Regions from separate parts of the Arachis hypogaea genome. Here region 1 is linked to region 2. The links are chromatin contacts, called in public Hi-C maps. All regions are on one chromosome and are shown on one strand. The core of a region is the stretch at or near the end of the contact, and the rest is flanking DNA. Distances in the headings are between cores, read along the strand shown. Region 1 holds the start of LOC112759177 (putative serine/threonine-protein kinase). Region 2 holds the start of LOC112759156.

Evidence for each region. Hi-C and Micro-C count contacts between places; a contact is called where the count stands out from the background.
Region 1: a Hi-C map of an unstated tissue shows a contact between it and region 2, with 4 times the contacts expected there. The contact joins the promoter of LOC112759177 here to the promoter of LOC112759156 in region 2. A contact is called at or near these places in 3 of 8 Hi-C or Micro-C datasets (leaf and an unstated tissue).

Annotation. Positions count from the first base shown.
Region 1 is chr16:40,907,784-40,911,986 of arahy.Tifrunner.gnm2.J5K5, reverse strand. It overlaps LOC112759177 (putative serine/threonine-protein kinase), which reads right to left and starts at 2,285. Exons shown (of 6, transcript XM_072220271.1): 1 at 1,818-2,285; 2 at 1,549-1,682; 3 at 1,031-1,247; 4 at 718-955; 5 at 466-613; 6 at 1-259. The coding sequence starts at 1,878.
Region 2 is chr16:40,394,364-40,398,704 of arahy.Tifrunner.gnm2.J5K5, reverse strand. It overlaps LOC112759156, which reads left to right and starts at 2,561. Exons shown (of 8, transcript XM_025807977.3): 1 at 2,561-2,922; 2 at 3,649-4,050; 3 at 4,188-4,341. The coding sequence starts at 2,824.

The sequences.
Region 1 (4,203 bases), core at 1,036-3,535, 510 kb before region 2:
AGTGCATTACTTCCTGCCTGATTCTAATGTTCCTTAGATCCTCAACAAAACCTGGTTTCGAAATCTGTACACATTCCATGTCCTTTTTGTTCTTCAACATGTCTACAACCTCTGGCATCCGCGGTCTAATCTTTGCAGTTTCTTGAACGCAAAGCAAACCCACCATGAGGAATCGTTTCGCCTCCTCCCCAGGATAGTTCATATCTAGCACTGGATCAACCATTTTTAATAGATCATTCTCTCCATATGCTGCCCAAGCCTAAAACACATACATGTTTAAAACGTTTTTAATTTTGTTCTAATATTTTAGATGAAGTTAATGTCTAGTGATAAATTTAAAACAGATCGAAAACGTCAGGACAAATTAAGTAATTTATCCTTTTTATAACATGACAAGTTATTTACGTTCCTAATCCTAATTATGTCCAAAGATGTGTAAATGGTGAAATGTTACAACTTTCATACCTTCTCTACTATGAAACGTTCCATGTCTTCATAAGCACCAACCACGGGTCTTCCACTAATAATTTCTAAGAGTAGCACTCCAAAGCTGTAAACATCTGATTTTCGCGACACTTGTCCGGAACTAGCATACTCTGGAGCAAGATAACCCCTGTGCCAAATGATTTGAGAGAAAACCCAAAAGGATCAAATATAGCTTTCCTAGTTTGTACATATATTCATCTTAATCAACATATATATATGAGTAGCACTCACAATGTCCCAGCAACTCGAGTGCTGATATAAGACTTGTCATCTCTTAGTAGCTTTGCGAGACCAAAATCCGAGACCTTTGGTGTGAAATCTCGATCAAGAAGGATGTTGCTTGATTTGATATCTCTATGCAGAATATGAGGCTTAAGTTCCTCATGAAGAAACGCAAGAACAGAGGCCACACCTATGGACACTTCCTTCCTTGCTTCCCAATTGAATCTCATCCTACTTTCCTCCGAACCTATAAATAATAATAATAACAATTTCAAGGCTTTCTTCGTTACAAGCTCTAATTCAATAAATTAGGTTAAAGTACCTAAGAAAGTGTGGTGAAGGTTGTTGTTCTCCATGTAATCATAGACTAGATATCTTTTTGCTCCTTCTACACAGCACCCTCTAAGAATCACCAAATTTTGGTGCTTGATATTTGCAAGCGTAGCCAATTCAGCCACAAACTCCCTCTCTCCTCGCATGGACTCCATCTCTATGGAAAGCACTTTCACTGCCACCAATGTCCCATCCCGGAGCCCCCCCTTCACAACAAACCAATCAATCCCCTAGATCCACCTCACACATAATTTCATGCCATTCCACGTGACATTAAATACACAAAAGTACATATAAAAGAGTACGATATAAACAAAATTCAAAATACATGTAAAATATTATGTCGTCAGTGGATTTGTAATTGGTTCGGAAGTATATTTTTGTTCATCAAAATAAATTTTATATATTTATTTTAATATTTATAAATTTTAGTGTGTACTTAAACTCTGGTATATTTTTGTCTATTTGTTCCATAACTAAAAGAGTGAGAGGTTTATAAGTTATAACCTTGTAGACAGAACCAAATCCTCCTTCTCCAATTTTGTGAGAGGGATGAAAACCACGGGTGGCTGATGCCAATTCCCTGTAAGTGAAGACCCGAAAGCTTTCATCACTCTCGTCTTCCTTATTCCGCTCTTCTTCTGTTTGGTGAACCACACAAATAAACCAACTATAATTGGATGAAATTCAGACGTGGAAATTAAAGAGAAGAGGAATAAAAGAACACATTAATAATCACGTGGTTAATTACAAAGTATACATAATGATAATAGTACCTTGTTTGGTTTCTTCTTTGACAGAGAAACAAGTAGAAAAACATGAATGAATAATCTTCATCTCGCCAGAGAAGTAGAACAACTTCCGAGGATCTCGGGTTTTGGTGTTAGATTATTGAAGATTTTAATTTGGAGAAAATAAGTGTTGTGAGAAGGAAACATGTTTGAAAGAGTAATATTGGTAACTAGAGTAGTCTCATTTTTTGTCCGTAATAAACTAATAATAGAAAAACAAGAAAGGAAACACGGCACTCTCTAATTATCGTATAGTGGTGGAACCTTAGCTGTCTGGAGCGTTGAGCATTCATACATACATCATTCATATTTCGTTGACCAACGGAGTTTTCCAGTTTCCACAGCTAAAATTTCCATTTTTCTAAGCAAACAATTAATGCTTGCTCGTTGCAACCAAACCTTGTTTTGGATGCTTCTTCCAAAACTATTCCTCTAGTACTGCGGATTTAAAATTAGACTTTTGCTGGACTCAAGTAACTTATATAAAAGAAATTTTGATTTTTTTTTAAAATATTGTTTTATATAATAAACATCTTAAAATCACTTTTTTTTTTTTATATCTTTCACTTTGAAAATACTTTAGGACATTCATTAGTTAAATTCTGAAAGTCAAACTAATATTAATATTAATGATATTGGATTAGGCATATGGATCATCTTTTCAATGGCGTATTATTATTATTATTATTATTTTAAGGACATATGTTAAGATTACAAATTTAAAAATTTTAGATTTAGCTAATATATATTCTAAAAGTACATGATAAGCTTACCACTAGTAAAAAAATTTAAATATTTTTATTTAACGAATACAAAATAAATATATTAAAAATTTAAATTTTTTATATTTTTAATGAAAATTATCTTATTTTGTAATATTAACATGTGTCCTTAAAGTATATGATTTTTTTTTTTATGGTTGGTAAGATTCTCGACCCGAACAAGAAGAAAATGTTAGCATTCCGTGCTAACAAAACGACAAACAGAAGTTCACAACAACTCAAATCCAAAAAATAACAAACAATCAAATATACAAATAACCCTAAACATAAATTACTAAAGATTCCTACACCCTTATTAGCCGCAATAGCTAAGTAAAACACTACAAAATATCAACTAAGCAATCTGATACCACCTATAAAAAATTTTACTATGTAAGATCTCTTCTTTTTACATGAGAGAAAAGTCCTTGAAAGATGTCACCTTTACTGCTTACGGTTCGCCATTATTCTCTTTCTTATTCTTGTTATGATGGAAATCTCATCTATCTTCTTAGTTTTAGCTAGTTCCTTTATGAGATATGCTACTTCTGTTTCATCATTGCTGCAGGTCAACTTTAATTGAGTTCCCACTCTCCAAGTTTTGATAGCTTCATCTTCAGACTCTACCTCTTCATTTTCGCTACTAAGGTCTCGCACAAAACTAGTCTCTTTTTTCTCTCTGGTGAGCACTCGTCTAACTTCTCTTTTTGCTGATTTCTCTTTTGCGGATCTCTTCCTATTTCTAGAGCTATTCGCCTTCGTTCTCTTATCCATCACATGTTTATTAGCCACGATATCTGCTCTCAATCTTCTTCTAGGTCTCTCTGATATGCACTTTCATTTTTCTCCATATCTGATTTTAGAACATATATCAAACTCTACTCTTTTTGACTTTGTTGTCATTACTTTATCCATTAAAGAAGCTTCTATTTATAATAGCTTCTTCAAAATTCGGTGGATATAGGAGACAAATATAGATTCATCATCGTCCACTATGTAACCACCCTACCCCATAAGACCTTAGATTTCTCATTTCTTATGACGTTCACCGACACGCATAGGTTTAGGTATATATATGACATAGGTAGTAAGTTAGAATTATAACCCATGGCGCTAAAACTTTTTAGCTTTTCCAAACAACAAGTTTTGTGTAATTAATTAATTACCGCTATAATCAAATTTTCTTTATTTTGTTAATTTATTAAGTTCACTGAATAATAAATTAGCAGAGGAACAACCCTAGATGCATCATCAATTAACAATTAGTACACGATCACAATTTCTATTCTTAACCCAAAATACTTTTGCCATAAGATAAATTCAATCAAAGCTTTAGTCATCCTTATGTAAAACCCTAAGATCAACTAAACCATTAGCTTACCTAACCCAATTATAGTTTAGCCATGATTAGAGACAACAATATTAGTTTTTCTTTTCTTTTGATTTCCACAGACAGCACCTCCTTCCCTCCCCCCAAAACCATGATTACACCTCATGGTCAACTAACCAACTAACCTAGTGAATGCTTAGTCACTGCTCTTAAACATATGTATTACTTCATCCCTCTCCTTGAGCCACGAAACACATATGAAACTTACACCTATCCCACC
Region 2 (4,341 bases), core at 1,312-3,811:
TATGGAAGGTCGAGAAAATTTTTTCTATGTTATTATTAATTATCTTTTTCCCACATAATTTCATTTGTGAGGTCATTCAAAATATTGCTGAATTCTATTTATTTATGGATTTAAAATCCTGTAAACACAAATGTGTCCATTCATATCGGGCATGAGAAAATATCACTATCTTTTGATGACTATACCTTTCTTTAATGTTCTTCCATATGTATTTAGAATATTTTAATGTGAGATATTCGTTTTTCAATCCTTCATCATTGACGAAGAAAGATCATGACTTTAGTTTTATCCTTTTGAAATGCTTTATTGTCAGCATTAATGGTATCTCCAAGATCCATTAAATCAAGATAAATTTCAGTATCTAATATCTATAATAAGTAATTCTCTCCATATATATTAAGAGTATTAAATTTAAGATGAGAAAATTTTGACATAATAATATAAATTTATTAGATATGTCTTTCTGAATTTTGTTCAAAACTTTATGCTGATAAAGTGGTGTAAAATAAAAAATAGGAAAGAAAAATAGATATAAAATAAAAAAGTGTAAAAAACTCTAGTATTAATATTCTCTAATATAAGTATTTCAATATAATTGAGATAATTCATATGTTTCTTAATAATATATTCACTCTTTCATGCATATGTTATTCTTGAGAGTACAAATATATGTTTTCTTATATTATGTTGTGGATCATACCATATGACTCTATGACCCTATTTATACGTGTACAAATTTACCTTTTTCCTATTTTCATTAAACTTGAGTCTTCCATGAGAATCTTAGGGATCTCCATTGTTTGGTTTTAATTTTATTTCATTTTGGGCCCAAACAATACCGCATAAGTATTTGTGAAATCATATATTATAAAAAAATAATTTAAAATTCAATGTGAAATTATCACTCCAATACTTGGTTTCATTTCAATTTAACGTTACATAACAATATTACAATGTTCGGTTAATGGATTTAATAGATATACAAATGGTAACATTTTACTAGTTTTTCTTTAAAATGATATGATATTTTTTTACTGATACTAATATCATTTCAAAGATTGTATTCAATGCAAGTTTTAATTTCAAATCAGTTTAGTTACCGTAAAAGTCAAAACTAATACCCAAAAAATATCCTATTGAAGTTGCTCTTATGCCGCTCATTCTTTGAAGACTTGTGCTTCCCAAGTTTCATTGAATGGTTGAAAGGGTCATGGCCAATTTAACGATGGGCATCCATATCATAACACTTCAAACTCTTCATCGCTTTTACTATTATAACCTATCCAATCTATATTGGGTTTTGAAAAATCAACATCATGGATTTTTTCGAACTCAACATACAACTCAATAATGAGGCTTGTTCTCTAGTTTAATGGTAGGTAGAAAATATTTCTTACTTACTAGCTTCATCAACCACATGTATTATTTGAAATTAAACAAAACCATCAAATACTAGCACAAACTACCTATACAATATTTGTCACTATCTTCAACACTTGATGAGCTATATTTTGAAAAAGTACACTTTTAAACAATAATAACAGATAGATTCTCATATAAAAAACTCACATCCTCATATATATTAGGTAAAATCTGACCATTGTAATATATTTTTAAACTAACATAACCTTCCATTCTATACTCATCACACTCACTCAAAGTTTTTCACTTCATATACAGAATAAAACTCTTAAAAGGAAGAACAACTCCAAAATTTTTCACTTCAAATGCAGAATAAAGCTCTCAAAATGAAGAACAACTCCACTTCTGCGTTTCACCACAAGACAACACAACACTTATTTTATAGTTGATTTTATATTTTTTAATTCCTACTAGCACAAAATGTTGCTGGTATTTTTACAAAATGTTGTCGACTTTTTTATTTTTCTGCAACGCGTTAATGGTGTTTTGACCAGATTATATTTTAAAAACATGCCGAATATCAAAACATCAACGGCGCTTTAAATTTTTTAATTAGAAAAAATTAAAATATTGGGGCAGTGCCATTTTGTGAATCAAACTTTGTTTTTATTTTTTTAATCAAAACGCAGGCATCATTTTGTATTTAAAGAATTAAAAAATATTGACATTTTGTGTCTTTCAAAAGGTGAAAATTGTCCATAGCAACGTAAAACTCACTTACACAAAAATAACGAAGCATATCACACAATTTATTACAATATAAAAGAAATGAGCTTAAATTGTCACTTTCCATTTAATGATTATATATACTACATGTATAAAAAAAATACAAATTTATAGGAAAAAATAAAATCTCTTCTTAATTATCTTTTTTTAAAAAATTTATTATTTGTAAGGAGTTTTTGTGTAATTTAACGAAGAATTAACTAAAAAACATTCAAATACAAATTCCACCAAAAATACAATTGAATGGAGTCAAAGAAAATCGATACAATAATAATATACAAAGAATTGTTAGTTGTTAAAGCACTTCTCTTGCCAAAATGCTTGAAGGATATGAAGGAATAATAATTAGTTAGTTATTGTGAGTGATTCTTTTTTTTTTTTTTAACTTTTTGACTTTGAGGCATCAAACTTTAAAATGTTTAACACCAGAAATTAAAAAAAAAAAAGTTGAAAATGTCTGCTTCAATCTTAGTTGCCACTTGTCTCCAACCATTTCTAATTCCATATTCTCTTCATCTCTCTCTCTCTTTCCAACTTCCACGATCTGCATCAACATTCATTCCCTCAAAACACATTACTAAGACTTGTCTGAATTTCCATTGTTCATATGATACTTGAATAGTTGTGTTGCTTTGAGCTTCTTTGTGTTCTCCACTGAATTCCTTCACTTCAGCTATGGCAACTCAGCAACAAGAACAAGACTTTCCAATGCACAAAGAACAAGTTGATGGTATCACTACCACTGCTACCGTAGCTCACACTGCAATTCATAAGGTAAATTTTCATTTATTTATTTGTTCATTTTTCTATTTTTCTTAAAGTTTACAGCTAACTGTTTCTACTTTCGGCAACTTATATATCTCCAATAGAATTCATATGGGGAACTGTGTTTTGTTCTTGGTTGATACCTTTTGTCATTGATCATATCTTCCCCCTGTTTCTGACCAATAGGAACTTTAGCTGTAGCTGAGTATTGGAATTTGAACGCTTAAAAGATTCCAATTATCCATGAGCATCAAAGCATACTCATAGTGCATGTAACTATTAGTACTAACTAGGCTGATTAGATTCCTAAACTACACTATTGAAAAACTTGTATAGTTTTCCTTTTGTTTCATTGGATGCCTATTGATTGGTGCTGGTTAAATTCCAAAACTACATTACTGGAAACTTCTATACTTTTATTTTTAAACTATTAAAATGGTACCTGAAAAAATCTGATGCTGACAAAAATAACTCAAAAGACGATTATGGATTCTATGGCTGTCCTATACACTCAGTGGCATATTTAAAAGTTACATGAAATTAGATTGTGTTCATGACATAATTTTGTGGTAAAACATCACATGCATAAGGCATATGCATTCCATGAGAAAAAGGGTAACCGTCATTGGTGTAAATCTTCATAATTGAATTGGTAATGCTCCATCTGAAACACATGTATGAGAGACATTTGCATCTGAAGCTTAACAAAGGCTATGTATGATTCTTCATGTATAGGGTGTAGAATCAAGTGAAATAACTGAACTACCTAGTAGACAACATGGAAGAAGGCAAAATCTTATGTTGGAGATACCTGCAAGAAATCTTGATGAAGCAAGAGAGGAATTCTTGAGAATTAACATGCCTTCTACAAGTCCTGCTTTCTCCAGTATCAATGAGTTACAACCAAAAAATAAATCAAATATTAAGGCCCTTATTCCCAAACTTAGCTTTAAGTTAGGGAACACTGAAAAGGCTTCCATTCTAGCACTTGAAGGTTCTTCCACAGAGGTGCCGAAAAAGCCTATGATTTCGAGGACATTATCTCTTACAAAGTTGATCACACCTAGAGGGAAGAAGATGTCATCTTTACCCGTGACACCAATTGGAGGAAACACAACCAATATGACAACATATGTGGTTAGCAGCGATCCAATTTTCTGTAGAATTTTCATAGTTAGCATGCTTTGATCACAATTTTGAAATGAGCTGCTCTCTCAATAACCATGATTTAAACATTTTGTTACCAAATGGTTCATACTTTCCTCATTTTACAGAGAAAAGGACAGCAATCATCGATCCATCGTTCGCGGTCAGTTCCTGCACTTAACAAAGATGGGAACACATCAGTAGGTGTGATGCTGCGCATAGTTCCTACTACGCCACGGTTAGCTGGTAGCGCTGCCACAACATCTATGAAATCTTCACCTG